Regions from separate parts of the Zea mays genome. Here region 1 is linked to region 2. Evidence: chromatin contacts called from public Hi-C data. All regions are on one chromosome and are shown on one strand. The core of a region is the stretch at or near the end of the contact, and the rest is flanking DNA. Distances in the headings are between cores, read along the strand shown. Region 1 holds the start of LOC100278355. Region 2 holds the start of LOC100502215 (DUF1336 domain containing protein expressed).

Region 1 (6,029 bases), core at 2,593-5,092, 240 kb before region 2:
TGCGCCAATAATCATACCTGAGGGGATCAACTTGAAGACCAGCAAGAAGGGTCTCACGTGCCTCATGGTAATGCTCCATCTTCATATCAATGAGTTATTCCAATTAGATAAACAAACATTCCAAGAAATACAAATCCACTTTAACATGGTCATAATATACATAACACTGGTTCCAATATACTCCCTCCGTTCATTAATATATGACACCGTTGACTTTAAAAAAAACGTTGATCACTCGTCTTATTCAAAAAATAATGAATTATCATTTATTTTGTTGCGATTTATTTTATCACTTAAGGTAGTTTGTGCTTGACTTAAAACTTTACATTTTTGAATAAATATTTTGAATAATACGAGTGGTCAAAGTTTTCGAAAAAAGTCAACGGTGTCATTGTCAGGGCCTAAGGAGGCCCACGGAGGGGCTGCGGCAGCAGCAACCATGGGCCCTTCAAGGAGGATTAGATAAGGATAGTTAGAGATAAGATTAGAAGATTAGTTGAGATTATTTAGGAGATTAGTTGAGATTATCTAGGAACGTTATCAGCTAGTAATTTGTTGAGAGTTTTTATGAGAGTTTTAAGGAGATAAGGATCTCTAGCTAGATAGGGGCGGTCAGCTGGCCTATTTATGTAATCAATGGATGAGAAATAAAATAAGCAAGAATTAGAAGGGAGAAACCCTCCTCTTGCTCGGTCGTGGCAGAGGCCCCCTGCCGACGTTCCTGCCCATCGATACCCCTCTCCAATCCCTCACCAATCTAGCGATCATAACATCTAGTGTCAGGGCCTAAGGAGGCCCACGGAGGGGCTGCGGCAGCAGCAACCATGGGCCCTCCAAGGGGGATTAGATAAGGATAGTTAGAGATAAGATTAGAAGATTAGTTGAGATTATTTAGGAGATTAGTTGAGATTATCTAGGAAGGTTATCAGTTAGTAGTTTGTTGAGAGTTTTTATGAGAGTTTTAAGAAGATAAGAATCTCTAGCTAGATAGGGGCGATCAGCTGGCCTATTTATGTAATCAATAGATGAGAAATAAAATAAGCAAGAATTAGAAGGGAGAAACCCTCCTCTTGCTCGGCCATGGGCAGAGGCCCCTGGCCGACGTTCCTGCCCATCGATACCCCTCTCCAATCCCTCACCGATCTAGCGATCATAACAGTCATATATTTGTGAACGAAGGTATTATTATAATAAAAAGAGAAACTTGTTAGTGTTTCTTGATGGTGTAACAGTGTAACAACAGAGCATAACCAAAAAGAAAGAAAGAAGATAAAGCAAAATTATATTATATGAATGGACATTTTTGCTTTTTTAAGAAACAGGAGGGCTTGCCCCTATTAGTAAATTGTGCAATGAAATTTGGTATATGACATACATTACTATATCCATGAATTATTTTTAATATTTTCTTTTGATTAGAGAACCTAAATTTCTTTTGGATGATCATCCAGTGTAATCTCGAACTTGACAATTTGCAACATGTAATTCCAAATTTTGCATATTGACATATACCGCCTGAGATTTCTAGATCAAGTGAACACTCAGATCATGAAAAATACAATGAGAAATAGGGCAGACCCAGTACCGAAGGCTCCCACATGAGTGGGATTCGGGAAAGGGATAAACCGAGGCAAGTCTTCCCTGAAATGCGAAGAGACTGTTTCGAACCCACAACCTAGTGACTCAATCAGACAACTTGCACCACTGCACCAGGTGGCCGGCGGACCTGGGCAGAGAGGGGGGCGGCCGAGCAGGGAGGGTGCGAGCCCGGCGGCACTGGGGTAGGAGGAAGAGGAGAGAGAAATCTCGCTCTGGTACCAAGTTTGAAGGTGAAACTCTAACCCTAGGATAGGGTGGGGCTATATATTAATAGCCATATGGAGTTGGGACTGGCCCATTACAGAGGGGCAAGAGAGTAATGTACCCGAACCCTAATACAGTTCTAACAATATTATTCAGGAAAAAACACTTAATAAGTATTCACACTAAAAAATAAAGATTGGATCTAGAATCTCCTAGTGTGCATAAGTTACAAACTGTTACCAGAAATAGCGCATATGCCTTGAGAATATATGGTCTAGGAGAATTACTGTTGATAGATAATATCTTCTCTGCATCCTTCAGAGCTAACTGTAATAACGAATCAAAACAAAGTTTTTTCTTATAAGGAAAGGAAGCCTCATGTGCTGCGAGTTCACTTAATTAACATTGGAATCCAACAACTGTGTAAAGGACTATACCTCTGCATGAGTTGTAGGATCAAGGCCATTCAAGGGCTGATATTCAGAGTCAGCTGCTGATCTCTCCCTCAACAGTTGACTTAACCTGTCATAATGGTAACACACCATGTTGTGAATCCAAAGCAAACATAAGTATTGAAGAGATCCGTACAGCTAAGTTATGCAAAAAAACATTGCCAGGAAACTCACCGGCAGAAAGTCAAACTTCGATTGCCAAGGATAATTGGATCTGGTCTCAAATTTTGAGCTTTAGTGTAACAGGATATTGCCTGAAACAGGATCATGATAAGTAGCATTCGCACTAAGGCCAGCAAAATATATTTGTGCACGTGAAGAACACTGAACAACTAACAGCAGATAATTAAAAGAAAACACAAAATGATAAAATTACTGTCAATATATATATATATATATATATATATATATATATATATATGTAATTAATAGGAGATGCTTCCTGCATAAGTGGGCCCAAACAGGAGCATTCCACCATTGCCGAGAGATCGTTTTAATTAGTTTGGGCTTTCCTTTAGGTGAGATTCAGGAATCACTAGGACCATAAAACCTTGTATGCTACCCACAGGTATCTAGGGCTTTCCTCTTCTAGGACCATAAATAGTTAGGGCAGTCTTTTTTTCCTGAGGGAAGGGGATGACTCCTAACGCCACACTAACTGTATGTGAAAGATCCTCGATATTCCAAATTATCTGCATACGGCAACTCTGTCAAGCATATTTTACTACTGTGAGAGACAGAACCAGGGAAAGCAATGACTCTAGTTGATGACTTGTATAGTTTTCTCCTTTCAGCAAGCTGCAATTGCTGGTACCAGGCGTTCGTTGCATATGCGGGAGAAGCTCTTCAGAAAATTAATTTGCATTGACAAAGAATGAATTGAACATCATTGTGCCACTTCAGCTTAGTTTGTTTACATTACATTGGACTCCACCCCATCTCAAGGAGTCAAAAAGCAAAAGACGAGCCGAATTTCAGGTCACCCAGGGTACACTAGACTCACAGACTCCCCGTCCAACTCCAAAGCCAATTCCCATTTCCCCCAACACTGGAAGCATATAAACAATTAAAGATAGCGATCATGAGGTATATACGAACTTCCGGCCCGGGTACACTGAGACACTGGCAACTCGACTGCACGCAAACACAAAAAAGAGTTCGGGAAAGAGCGAGAGCTCAGCGATCACCTCGTCGAAGAGGCGGTCGCGAAAGGCTCGTGTCCCGCGCTGCGCGAGGTCGAACACCTCGCGGTACATGTCCGGGGCCATCCCCATCTCCTCCTCCATGTCCACCTGCGCAGCAACCACCACCATAGCAGTTCAGCAGAAGCAGCAGCAGCGAATTCGGTCAAGCCAATACCTCTCCTGGCTCAACAAATAAATGGACGAATCGGGCTGGACCAGCACAAGCCACGCACCCAAGGGAAGTCCTCGGCGACGAGCGCGGCGGAGAAGACGCCGCCAGGCGATGTCATTAGGGGGAGGCAAGGGAGTAGGGTTGGGATTGGGACGGCTTCAATTGGGTGTTGGGCAGAACAGTGTGAAGGGATTGGGGGGGGGGGCTTTGGAGGGAGGGAATTGGAGCTGGTGGTCGGGGAGCACGCGGCGTTCGTGCGCCGGTGCCCAGTAGTTATTGCGCGGCTGCAGCCGCGCAAACGTGTCCCCACGCGGATTCGGGTCGCCTCGCCTACCCTATTCCGAGACGACGAGTCGACGACTAGTCTAGTCTAGGATGAGGTCAGGTGGATGTGATTTCACCGAACTTCGATGCATTCCCTCTTTTTCCTCTCAACGACCGGACGTTCAAAAGTTATCTATTTTCTATCTATATCTCTTCTTTATCTCTGTATTTATCTCTATTATATTAAAACATCAGATTATGCATCATTTTTAAAAAAAAGTCTCTTACATCTTTTGAAATGAGCATGTCGTTCTGCCGTCCACACATTTGCATCATCTGTTCTATCAACACACGCCATCCAACCGTGCATGCCATATACCCCGATATCGTGCCCGCCCCTAGCCACGCGTGGTGTAACTAGGGGTGGATATCGAGCTGGCTCGACTCGGCTCGACTCGACTCGAGTTGGCTCGTTAAGATAACGAGTTGGCTCGGCTCGACTCGTTATGTTAACGAGCTGAAGATCCAACTCGGCTCGACTCGTTTGCCAACTCGAGCTGGCTCGTTTAGCTCGCGAGCCAGCTCGATAATACCATGTCTAGTGTCTACGAACGGATATAAAAACATGTAGCAAAAGAAAAGAAGGAGATCTATTTAGAAAAAAAGAATAGAGTTTGCAACTTAAGATTTCACACTCAACAAAGAACAAGATTAACTATAGTAGAATACAAGATTAACTATTTTGGATCCGAGATTATTGTAATTTGACTAATTACTCCAACTCGTTTGGCTCGCGAGTCAGCTCGCGAGCTAGCTCGAGCTGGCTCGTTATCGTAACGAGTTAAAATACAAGCTCAACTCGTTACAAATTATAAACGAGTCGAGTCGAGTCGAGCCACTATTGAGTCGAGTCGAGCGAGTTAACGAGCTACGAGTTTTTCGTCCAGCCCTAGGTGTAACTGCCCTAGCTAGCGGCTCGTTCTGCGACCGCTGCTCCTTTAACAGAAAATATTTATCTTTACTATTATATAATACAGGAGTTTCGTCGATTTTTTCGTGCATCAATGTGCTCCCGCGCGAACATCCTAGGCCTCCTCGCGCTTGTTTGCGTCTACATCAAATCTTTATCTCTTCTCTACTATATTAAAGCATCAGTTTCAACGGTAGTTCTGTGTCATTTTAAAAAAAAGTCCCTTACATCTTTTGGAATGAATCTATCGTTCTGTGGTCCACACATCTGCATCCGTCCGTTCTATCGCCTCACTCCATCCAACCGCGCATGCCCTCTCCCCGATATCGTGCCCGTCCCTGCCCACGCGCGGTGTAAAAGCCCTAGCTAGTCGCCTATTCTACGACCGCTACTCCTTTAACAGAAAATATTATCTTTACTATTATATAGTACATGAGTTTTGTCGGTTTCTTCGTGCGTCAATGCGCTCCCGCACGAGCATCTCAGGCCTCCCAACGCGTGTTTGCGTCTACATCAAAATTCAAGGCATGCAACAAAAATATTAAGTGAGAGTAGAGATCGAACCAACGCCCTCTACCACAGCTACACTTGTATAATTGCATTAAAATTAAGAGAGATCGATATCATTAATATATGAACTAATAATTAGATAATTTAGAAAAATCACACATGATATATAGAAACCACCGTAGCCATGTACCGGCAATATGGATAAATTCTTGGACACATCTACAGCTTTTTCATATGGATGTGGGGTTTAAATGGTAAAAATAAGAAAAATTATGCACAATTGTTGGCTCTAAACCCACGTTCACATCCACATAGCCACTAGAACATATGTTTTTATGTTTTATACTCTACATTCAAGTATACTATGGAGATTTTATAGAAAAAACAACGAAATAATAAAAAAGGGCCAAGTTATGTCGTCGAGCCGACAAAAACCTTGTCGGGCCACAAGCCATTCATCAGGACTGGTTTATTTGGACATGTTGCTCGTACACCAGTGTTGTGCCCACGTAGTCAGATAACATTAATTCTATTTGAGTAAGGTCTACCTTAAATGTAAGATACCGTCGCACGCAATAGATAATGATTTAGATGTTTTAATTTTAGGTTAAAAATAAATAAAATAGAGTTCAATCTTAATCAATCATTTCCTTAATTTTTATAGTATCAAATTT
Region 2 (5,748 bases), core at 1,728-4,227:
AGTGCAGCACATACATACCTTATTTATTTCCAATTTTTTTAGGCCAGCACATACTAGTACTGCTAAGGGAGTACTACTAATCAAAGAAAGATATCATACTAATCTATCTTTATGCTTTGAGCTATGTAATTGTCAAAGAAAATAATAACCCAAGCACAATCAGGCATTAGTCTACTCCATACGTGAGTACGTGACAGTCCAACATTAAAATGTAAAAGCAGCACACAGTATTGAGAGCAGAGTACATGTACCCGTCCATCCATGAGCAAAGGCTGAGCAAACAAATATGAAAAGCGGCAGGCAGCTGAGAGATTCATGTGAGCCAAAACACGAAAGGAGGCAGGGGCGTATAGGTGCAGATAGACCTGAAGCGAATGGACAGGTGTGTATATCACAAAAGGAGGCAGGTGCGTATCGTATGTACTTGTGGATGGCGACGGCGATTTGAAGCACGAGGACAACTGCAGTGCGGGTGGCTGACGGTAGCGGGTCACAGGTGTGGATGACCGGCAGTGAAATGGACTTGAGGAGGTGTACTTCAATAGAGGAGCGCCCAAGCGGCGAATCAGGGCTGCTGCCTTTGCTGCCTGCCACCAAGAGCTCCAGTTCTGCCCTCCACCTTCTCGTTTTCCCTCCTCCTCTCTCCTTGAAGTTGCGTGAGCTCCAAGCGGTCGATTTCCTGTTCAAAAGAGCACATATGTGGTCAGTCCTTCAGTTTTCCCTTGGCATGGTCGATTCCTGCCCAGTTTTCTTACTTGCGGTCAATTCGGTGCATACTGATTGACTCCTGTCCCCATGCAGATTCATGTCTGGCGTCCGCTGCAGTTCTATAGGCGTCTTCCTGACGCCATTTCATGCCTAGGCAACACCTAATCATATAGGGCGGATGCATCCCGAGGTTGTGGCGATCCTGACGCCCAGCACCTGCATCATAAATCATGATCTCATGCCTTCAGAGTGAATTTTATTGCCACTGATAAGGCTGGAAAATTTCATATAAAAATAAGGCCTATGCATCATTGTTATTTGATCAATTGGTTTCTTGGTCGCTTAAAACAATGCTGGTCTGCTGTTCACACTTTTGCATCACAAGGAGTTATGTGCTATGTTGTGGAAAGCGAAAGCTTTACCCTCTTTTTTTTACATACTTGCAGGTTTCTACGAGACTCGAGTTGCTTACTATTCATGGCGGGGAGCACCAGGGTACACTTTTGCATCCATACCAGATTATTAGCCTTTCAGTTTGCGCTGCTGATGCAGTAAGGATAATGAACAAGCAAACAACTTCAAACTTTCCTTGGGAACCAATTTTAGTGATAAAAGAGTTAAGCATGCATATGTAGTGGCTCAAATGATTGTTGTGTTTATAGGATGTTATTGCTTCGTCGGTCAGTAAAAGAATAATTCCTTGTGATATTGTGTAAGAGCAAAGGTTGATTTTGCAATTTCTTGGTATTTCCTTGTCAAATATAACAGAAATTAGTGCCACCAGTATGTGTTTGTGTGATGGTATCTGTTGATGAAGATAGACTATGTACTCCATTTGGGGCTTTGGAGTATGTATATAATGTGGCTGCACCAGAACCAAGTCCAAGCCCTTTTTTAAGGGGGGTGGTGTGCATACTTCTGTCATGCTTAGATTGTTGTGTGCAATACTGGATTGAAGAGAAGGGCCAGTAACGGATCACGTAGTCTAGAATTCAAATGCAATATGTGCTCAGAATGTATTCGTTATGTATGGATTCGTCAGGCATGAAGTCCTCCGGGTAGGCCAGTAACTCGATTAGAACTTAAAATTTGATATTTTAGTAGAGTGTATAATAGAGCACAATAAAAAAAATTTATGTGTTGGGACGAAGGTGAACACGCCCTCCTCGAACGAACATCCCACACCAGCATGTTAAAGACCGAAGGTCGAGCCGCACAAGCAAAGTGCCCAAGGTCGACGCCCACGCGAAGGCTCCAGCACTATTTTTGTCGTGGCGAACCGGAGTGAAGACCATTAAAGACTTCGGAGCTCGGACATCAAGACTTCGAAGACGACCATATGTTGTGATCTTCCTCATTGTAAAAGGGGATCCGTGTATAGTCCGGCCCATACTGCAGGGTCCTGCCTTTAGGCCACCGTGCCGACAGGGTTAGTAAAGGGTTGGCCCACGTCTGTAATTAAATACATTGTAATGACCCGTCATAATCCCTCAAAGAGAATATTCCGAGGATAAACTAGGTAACTGAGGGTCTAATTGTCTTTGACAAGGCCGGACAGTCTCTCGGTTACTTATAAATACCCCTGCACTGTATCATTGCGAGGGACGGAGAAAAAACACGGTTGCGAAAGTAAACCACATATACTAGCATGAAACCAGTTGTCACTCTCCCATCGTTTGAGCTTTTGAGCTTGCCAGACTGAGTTTGCGAGTTCCAACACAATGATATTTGGTAGTTTGACTACACGATGAACGCATGGTAAGGCTATCTCTGTGCTAACGGCCCGTGCAGATAGTCTAAACTTGATTGCACAACAAATTTGACCCCGTAGTTAGACCCTATTTGACACAGCTTCTGGTTGTTGGAAAAAAAAACAGTCTATATGAGAAGCTGATGAAAAGCATAAGATTCTGCTTATTGTCTTTGTTTTTTTAAACAAGGTTTTAGTGCAGCGTCCCAAACTTTTTCAAAAAGAAAAAATTTGTTTAAATATTCTCCTCAAACAGAGCATGTTTCCAACTTGCTTGTATACATGCATGCACCGAGGGAGGGACTAAACAAGGTGATGAAGAAATTTGGAGGGCGCACACACACACGTACACCTTCCTCGTTCCCAATAATAATGCAAGGTGGGAGAAGAGTGCTATACTATTACTATACATAGGCGTTGCTAATAATTCTAGCACAAGCGGCGGTGGCGGTGGGCATATGCATGCATGGCCCCCGTTATCTGACTGGCCGGCCGCTCCGATTATTCGGTCCGTGCGCGCTTCTCCTCCCGCTAGCGTACGTCCTCCCCCACCCCGGACCGCCTCAACGACGGCCGGCCGTGCGGAAGGGAGAGGCGTGGCCATTGCATTGCCCCTCGTCAATAATGGCGCGGCAGATGCACGCGCGCACGCACGTCGCCGTTGCTCCCAGCGTTCAGAGGTTGTGATCCCGTCTCTCCATTTGCTTCGCCTTTTTTGTCCCCCTCCCCTGATTCTTTCGTTCGCTGCATCGATCGGCTTGTTTGTTGGTGGTGTTTACAAAATTACATTTGATTCTGCTGCATGGAGGGGGTAGATAGAGACAATGGCTATTTTTTTTTCCAGATCCTCTAAAAATGACTCAGACTCTGGTTTCTCTTTAAGAACAGCTCATCTATAAGCTATATTTTTTTTTAATAAATCATCAGACAAAACTGCTCATCTTGACATAAGATAAAGGAAGTGACAGGAGAAGCCACTAAAAACATTTTTTTTTGCTCCGGCTCCTCAAGAGCCAGAGCGGCCGGGAGTCCTCCCAAACATACCCCTAATTAGAGACAAAAACATCATATGCGCCGCATGTGCACGTAACCATAATAATCAGACGAAGATCTGTGGACGTTAAGAGCAAGCACACGTTCGCAGATCGGCAGCAACAGGTCTAACAACCACTCTGTTTCGTACTCGTTTCTACAGAGGACTACTAGTGTTCATGTCATTATATAAAAAAAAGGATGGAGGTAGTATTTCCTAATTGATTTGGCAAACCTATAATTCATCTGTTAACATATCGATTCTTTCCAGCTCATTGCTGGCTGTCAGATTGATGATTCTCGAATATCTCCTTTTTTTTACCCTAAATCTTTCCATAAAAAAATTTGCAGATACACCTGCAGATTAAACACGGTATCCACTCATTGCACAATATCCCCCCTCTACCGACAGCACAAGACAACCTGCTTAACCATATCAGCAAGATCTTTCTTCGTTATGCATATAATGAACAAGAACCTTCCCTGAAGTTCAGAGCGGCCTAATTATCTCTCCAGGAACATTTGGTGTGATTTAGAACAGTTCCTGCAAACTGCAATGCACAATGCCAGCCTACCGACGTCCGACGACGAGCACATACACTCCATAAACTAGCACACCCGGCCCCCAATCACGAGCCTATAATGAACACTATATATAGCAGAACAATCTGCATGTTCTTCCGTCCGTCCAACGCCACTGCCTCTCCTCCTCTGTAGGTCTGCTTTTTTTTTCTTTCTTGGATTCAACCTGGTAAGTCTCCAATCCATTGTGCAGCTTATCCAGATTTCTTGGTACATACATCGCCCTCACTTGTGTCTGCTTATTGTGATTGCAGGTCGTTAGGTTTTCATTTGTAACTCCACACCGTGTTAGGGCGATCTGGAGGTGAATCGCTGAAAAAGTAGCAGAAACAGCAGCCGCACACAGGTGTCCGCCATGGGTTCCTGTACCTCCAAGTCCGCGCTTGATCACAGGAGGCCGGCGAGGTACTACACCAGGGGGCGGCGAGTCCACAGCCGCCGGTCCATCATGCCGGAGGCGCCCCAGTCGCAGCAGCTGGGCGATGCCAGCAGAGGCCGCATGACCGGCTTCTCCATGAGCGAGATCGTGCACGTGGAGACGGCCAACCGGGGCAAGTCGGAGCACTCCAAGACGTTCCACCTCACGCAGATGGAATGGCACCACAGCCAGAGGGACTCTAAAGGTAAGAGAGAGAGAGAGAGAGAGAGAGAGAGAGAGAGAGAGAGAGAGAGAGAGTTTAATTTAAGCTGATGAGCGAGAAGGCGACAGATCAACCAGAGTTCCTCATACCGTTGTAGGGTGCAGCAACGAAGACGCCTGGTTCGATTCTGTCAGCATCCTCGAAGATGATTCTGACGACGAATTCAAGAGCGTCGATGGAGGTAACAAGAGTAGTGCTAGAGCTAGAAACATCTAATGCCTAGTATGAACCAGGAATGGCCACACTGTGACTGTGCTACCCCTCCCCCTCCTGCAGACAGCGACGAAGACGAAGAGCAGGCGGAGAAGCAGCAATACGCGAGCGTGTCCAGCTTCGCCGACGCGCTCTCTCGCATCGGAGACATATGCCGCGGCGTGCCTTTACCCGACATCCTTGCGCTGAAAGGCGACGGACGTCGGAGCCAGCAGAGCATGCCGTCCTCCTTCGGCCTCAAGGCGGTCCTCATCAAGGACAAGAGCGACGCCGCAGACGACGACGACGACGACGGCGACGGCGGTGGCGGCAAGGAGACCTCCACGCCGTCCCGCCTGCGCAAGCTGCTGCAGTCCATCAGCTTCAACGAGAGGGTGCAGCAGCTGACGGGCGGCAGCCCCGCGAAGAAGAAGTCCACCGTCATTCGCCTCTCGTACAAGACGACGTCGTCGTGCGGCGGGGACGACTACGAGGACGGCGGCGGCGGCGGAGGCGGCGAATGCGGTAGATCTAAGAAGTACGTTGTTCGTCCGAAGGTAGGGCAGACAGTCCCGTGCGGAGGAGAGAGGCCGGCGACGGGATGCTGGTCGCGGATGGACCCGTCCCTCTTCAAGCTCAGGAGCGACACCTTCCTAAAGTACCGCCAAGAAAAAATATATATATTCACAAGTATATTTGTTTTTTTTTCTTCTTCTGGTAAAGCATGCATGAGCTGTACGAACCGAACCTCTGGTCTCGTTTTTGTTTTTGTTTTTCTCTCCCAGAGACAAGAAGAAATGCGCGGCTCCAAACTACGCTGCCTACTATCCGATAGGCGTTGAC

The links. Hi-C and Micro-C count contacts between places; a contact is called where the count stands out from the background.
Region 1: a Hi-C map of tassel shows a contact between it and region 2, with 2.3 times the contacts expected there. The contact joins the promoter of LOC100278355 here to the promoter of LOC100502215 in region 2. A contact is called at or near these places in 9 of 25 Hi-C or Micro-C datasets (bundle sheath, ear, endosperm and 3 more).

Annotation. Positions count from the first base shown.
Region 1 is chr1:76,058,116-76,064,144 of Zm-B73-REFERENCE-NAM-5.0, reverse strand. It overlaps LOC100278355, which reads right to left and starts at 3,842. Exons shown (of 18, transcript NM_001176187.2): 1 at 3,673-3,842; 2 at 3,443-3,547; 3 at 2,430-2,509; 4 at 2,241-2,325; 5 at 2,044-2,130; 6 at 18-79. The coding sequence starts at 3,729.
Region 2 is chr1:75,821,752-75,827,499 of Zm-B73-REFERENCE-NAM-5.0, reverse strand. It overlaps LOC100502215 (DUF1336 domain containing protein expressed), which reads left to right and starts at 2,977. Exons shown (of 9, transcript NM_001346931.1): 1 at 2,977-3,138; 2 at 4,327-4,695; 3 at 4,811-4,894; 4 at 4,990-5,563; 5 at 5,691-5,748. The coding sequence starts at 4,428. LOC100194113 reads left to right here. Exons shown (of 3, transcript NM_001139166.1): 3 at 1,155-1,486. The coding sequence ends at 1,234.